Regions from separate parts of the Capra hircus genome. Here region 2 is linked to region 1. A link is a contact called in public Hi-C data. All regions are on one chromosome and are shown on one strand. Each heading gives the region's core, a stretch centred on a gene start, on an enhancer-like site or on the middle of the called end of the contact. The rest is flanking DNA. Distances are from core to core; before and after follow the strand shown.

What was found. A called contact is a pair of places that touch in the nucleus more often than the background predicts.
Region 2: a Hi-C map of blood shows a contact between it and region 1, with 4 times the contacts expected there. The contact joins two enhancer-like sites. A contact is called at or near these places in 2 of 5 Hi-C or Micro-C datasets (both in blood).

Annotation. Positions count from the first base shown.
Region 1 is chr18:9,351,187-9,353,886 of ARS1.2, reverse strand. No RefSeq gene overlaps it. Among named protein-coding and RNA genes, the nearest start is that of CMIP, 30 kb to the left of the region's middle. Within about 2 kb of position 1,421, at least 3 of the 5 cell types and tissues checked have an H3K27ac peak or open chromatin away from gene starts, as enhancers often do.
Region 2 is chr18:9,599,855-9,602,554 of ARS1.2, reverse strand. No RefSeq gene overlaps it. Among named protein-coding and RNA genes, the nearest start is that of PLCG2, 40 kb to the left of the region's middle. Within about 2 kb of position 1,399, at least 2 of the 5 cell types and tissues checked have an H3K27ac peak or open chromatin away from gene starts, as enhancers often do.

The DNA of each region.
Region 1 (2,700 bases), core at 172-2,671:
CTCAGGAATGAGTCAGCGATGTGGGAATGAGTCAGGATGGGGGCTCAGAACCTCGTACCATCCTCTCCAAACAGTGCCCTCAGGTGGAGGTTTCAAAAGGACCTCTGCCTGGTGCTGACCCATCTGTGTTCTCATAAGACCTAGGTAAGGACTGTGGTTCTGAGCACTGCCCCAATTTGGAGAGGCAAGGCAGAGGCTCCCTATGGCAAACAAGACTTTGAGACTAAATCCACCTGAGGTACAATCAGCCTTTAAGGAGGGTGAATGACACACCAATGAGGGCAGGAAATATCAAATGAGACATCTCCAGATCAGCTGGCAGGTCACTTCAGAGGACAGCATCTCAAGCCTCTGGGTTCACCAGGAGAGAGAGGGAAGGCCTTTAATATTCATTAAAAACGCAGTTTCCTTTTGGGAAAGTGTGCAAATATTTAAAACCTATTAAGTGTCAAATTTCCAACCTGCCTTGGACCCCCATGGATGGACCCTGGCTGTCCCTTACAGGGATGAGGCTGGAGCCCAGGCATTGCCCAGATGACCAAAGGCCTCATAAATCATGTCAACGAGTTGAAACTTAATCCAAAATTTAATTGGCAGCCTTTGGTGGGTATTGAGCAGGGAACAACACGGCTAGATTCACATTTTAGGAAAGTCAGTTTGGCCACAGGGTAGGTGGTGGGTGGGAGGGTTCAAGACTAGGTTGGGAGTCTGGCAGGGGGAGATTGTTTGGGGGGCAGGAGACGACAGTGGGGGCCATGTAGACAGGAGATGAGGTGGATTAAGTACTCTGGAGAGTGTGGGGTAGAAAGGTGGAAGGTAGAAAATTGTTCAGGAGGGAGATGACAGCGGCAGTGGGCATGTGCAGCCCTTGAGCCAGGTATTGCTCACCCATCCTCCCAGCAGGTCCTATGGCAGGTCCATTAGGGTTATCTCTGTCAGTTTTACAGACAAGGGAACTGATATACAGACAGCTTAAGCCCTTGTGGTGGTCACCTGTGTGGGATCCCCCCTCAGTGACCCTACTCTCAGATTCCAGGACTCTTTCGGAGGCAGCAAGGCCAGGTCTCATGACTGACTTGTGCTAAGGATGGCTGAGGTCTGCTTGGGTGGACTGATCAGGGCGGGGTGGGGGCGGGGTGGGGAGGTGGTGGAGAGGGCGCTGCCCAGCCTCATTCAGGAAGAAAGAATGCAGGATATTCTGTCCGGCCCACAGCCCCTAACTCAAACCTGCTCACACTGGGAAGGCCACCCTGCAGAGTTGCCTCCTTGAGAAGTGGGTGGAAGCGTGTTCTTGGAGGGCAGCTGAGCTGGGAGGGTGCAGCCAAGAGCTTCTTGTCTGTAGACACAGCTCCCCGACACAGGGGAAGGACCGGACCCCCCTCCCACCACCCCCAAGGTCATGGGCAGCTCTGATCGGGCCCAGAGAGTGTGCAGAACTCCCCTGCCTTCCTGCTTCTCCATCGTCACCAGCGAGTCACCTTAGCTTCGTCCACAGTCCGGAGGTCCTTCTGCAGAAGACCTGCCACACCCAGTTCGAGGCCAAAACCCAGAACCTCCCCTCCCCCCACGCCTTCCTGGGCAACCCGCAAGAGCAGAGCCGTCGGCCCTGCGGGTTTGGGGCGCCCTCTGCTGGTCGTCTCCTATCGTCCGCCTTGTGAGGCCCGACCCGCCTCTGTACTGGGTATTGGGGTGTTTGTGGCAGCGCGGATGCCACGCACGTGGAGAGAGGATCTCCTTTCTTCTCAAGTTGGGAAGGGGAGCAAGTCACAGCGGGGAGATGGCTGATCCCCAGCCGACCAGGGCACAAGGGCCTGCTTTTCATTTCAATTTTTGTGTCCCAATCAATAGCGGTCTGCCAGGCTGGGACCCTCCCCGACTCCACCCTTCTCACAGGAAGTCTTTGATCACATCTCTCCTTTCAGATTCACAGTAGCCCACGATAATCACGGTGTTAAAATTATTTTAATGAGGGGCTTCCCTGGTGGCTCAGTGGTAAAGAATCCACCTGCCAATGCAAGAGGCACAGGTTCGATCGCTGGCCCAGGAAAATCCCATATGCCTTGGAGCAACTAAGCCCGTGCGCCACAACTACTGAGCCTGTGCGCGAGAGCCCAGGCTCCACAGGGTATAACATTTTCATACGTAAAACTCCAAGTCACATACCGAGAAGCCAGAGCCCTGCCGCTAGAAAGCAGTCCCCGCTCTCTGCAGCTGGAGAAAAGCAACAAAGACCTAAGCTGGCACAGCCAAAACTAAAATGAATTCTAAAAATTGCTTTAATGAATATCACTGCTACTCTTTATTTCAGTGGGTATTATTTACTGGCTACTGGATTCACAATAGCCCATGATAACAGTGTTAAAATTATTTTAGTGGATATAATTATTATCCCTACTTATTTATTAGATATTACTTGAATGGATACACCAATTCTTAGTTATGGATATTTTATTCAATATTATTGTTGGATTTGGAAATTTACTGATATAACTTACTGCTCATCAGATATTATATATTGGATTTGCAGTAGCTCAGATATCACAGCACTAAACACATTTTAATGGCTAGAGCCACTCCTCCTATCTATTGCATATTATTTGGAAGGATAGACCCACTACTGCTACCACTCAATGAGAGGCCATGATAAGCCCATGAGGCATCACCTAGATGGAGTTTCAACTGCACTTCTGTTATCAAGCC
Region 2 (2,700 bases), core at 150-2,649, 250 kb before region 1:
CATTCTGAGACAGGGAATGTTGCCAGTCATCAGGCCGTGAGCCACTGCAGCCAACCAATGGTACACCCCGAGGGGATTCAGGATGGGAAAGCACGGGATACTGGCCCTGGCTAGCTAAGCACGTGTGAAGTCCATTCGGTGGTGTTTGACTCTGCGACCCTATGGACTGTCGCCCGCCAGGCTCCTCTGTCCATGGGGAGTCTCCAGGCAAGATGGAGTGGGTTGCCACACTCTCCTCCAGCGGATCTTCCCGAGCCAGGGATCGAACCCATGTCCCTCACAGCTCCTACACTGGTGGGTGGCCTCTTTCCTACTACTGCCATCTGGGGGCCCCAAGACAGCTAAGATGCCTATCAAAGGAATCATTATCAATTATTCCATTGAGCCTAGAGTCTCGCACTTTCCCATACATAGAAAGACACGCAAATCATTAACTTGAGATGTTTGCCTCAGTGGTTGGCAATAACCTTCTGTAGCCTTTCAACTTTTCCCAGCTAAAACGCCTGTAAGTCCTGGCTCCGCCCTCATTTCTCGGGATCAGTCCCTCAGAGCAACCTGAGAGGCTGCCTGTGTGAGCTCTAGTTCGCAGCAATGTCCTCAAATCAAACTAATTCTCAGCTCTTAGGTGGTGTTTTTTGCTTTTCACTCGACAGCCCTATGGCCACTCAGAGAAACAGCAATGACCAGACAGGGACAATGGCCCCTCTTCACCTTCCCCCTACCCCGGGGAGGAGGCAGGGACTCAGAAACCAGAAGCGGTGTGAAATGAACACGGAGTTGAATGGGAGGCTGAAGTTCTCAGCTAGCCTGGGCATTTTGCCACTGAAGGTGTCTTTCGGAAACTGCAAAGATTTCAGAGAGCAAGGTTTAAAGACAAAGAAAACACCATTTCATAGGTGCGCTTGCCTGCGAGCAGCAGGCCAGCATCCCTCGCTGGGATCAGAGGCGCTCACAGAGCATCTGACATGTGGAGGGCTCAGGAAATGGTTGAATGAGGAGGCATCTGAAACACAACAAGGGAGCTGGGAGTGAGGGGGTGGGAGGAGTCAGTAGAGGGAGCACACCCCACTCCCCCCCTTCCTTGGCTGCTACAGTGGGGAAAGGGCACAGCCCGAGCTGTTTCATACCAAGGCATCTCTCAGACTGCAGCAAAGGAGCATGTCAGGGGGCCTGGCCGCAGGCCGGATGGAGAGCCAGAGGGTCCCCTCCAGGACTGGCACCCCTGCCCTCTCCGGGACCCTGCTCAGGGACAGGGCCGCAGGCCTGCAGGGTCCTGCTCTTTTCTGCTTCCCTCCACCCCATCGAGCCATCCCTGCCCGGGGGTCTCCTACAGCTGCAACACGTGCTGATGGAAGCAGGGGTCTCCATGGCAACACTGACGTCAAGGGCCTGGAGTCCGGGAACGCTGCCTCCCGCCCCCAGCGCCCGGTTCTGCAGCAGCCCGGGCCCCAGGGGCGTCGGAGCGGCCGCCCTGCCCTCGCTCGTCCTGGCCACCAGAGGCACACGGGTGTGAACTGGGCCGGCCAGGCCTCACCTGCGGCTGCCTGCCCGACCCCCGCTTCCTCGGGCCCCTCAATCCTCAGTCTGCTGCCAGCCGGCTGCTAGCTAAACAGACCTTACTTCCTGTTTCACGAACAGGAAGCCCCCCTCCCTGGGAGAAAGCACATCTTAATACAATGTGGGAGGTGAGGTGCCGGGCCCTCCAGCCTCCACCGCGTCTAGGGCCCTCGGTCCATTGCACAATAAAACCCGGGGATTCTGTGCTCCAAAAGGATCACATACCCGGCTTGCCCCCACTGCCCAGCTGCAGCCCCCAGCACTTCCCACGCAGGAGGACAAAGACCTCAGGGGCCTAGCCAGTCTCTCCTGGCCCCATACTTCCTCCTCCTCAGTCTTTCCTTCCAAGCGCCAGGTGCTGCCTCGGGGCCTCTGCCCTCACCCTTCCCTCTGTCTGGAAGGCTGTTCCCACCTCCCTATCTCCCCAAAGGGCTGGTCATTTCCAGCTCCTCCGGGTCAGCTCTGTGCTGCCCAGTCCTGGAAGGTGCTCCCTCCAGCTTGCACGTCCATTTAGCTCTATACACTGCCCTTGTGAAAAAGATGTGTGGGATGAGTTGTCTAGTGGCTGGCTCCTCCGTCAGACTGTATGTGGTGGAGGACTGTGTTAACTTTTATCCACTCCTGAGCCCCTAGTTTACCTGGCACAGAGTAGGTACTCTCTCTCTCTCTCTCTCTATATATATATATATATATATTTTTTTTTTAAGTAGGCTATTGAGATAGAATTCACATACAATACAATCCATCCAAGTAATTTGTACAATTCCATGGGTTTTAGCATATTTACACAGCTGTGCAGACTTTACCAGAGTCAATTTTAGAACATGTTCCTCACAAAAAAAAAAAAAAAAACCTCTCAGGACTTCGCTGGTGGTCCAGTGGCTCAGACTCCACGCTTCCAATGCAGGGGCCCGAGTTCAATCCCTGGTCAGGAAACGCAATCCCACATGCCACAGACCTGGTACAGCCAAATAAATAAATAATTTTTTTTTAAAGAAACCTCTTCCCTTCAGCTCTCACCTTCCTGTCCCCCATCCCGTCCTCCCTACCCCCATCCCTCAGCCCTGAGCAGCCATCAGTCAACTTTCTGCCTCCCTAGATTCCCTTGCACCGGACGCTCAGACGGCTGGACTTTGGCTTATT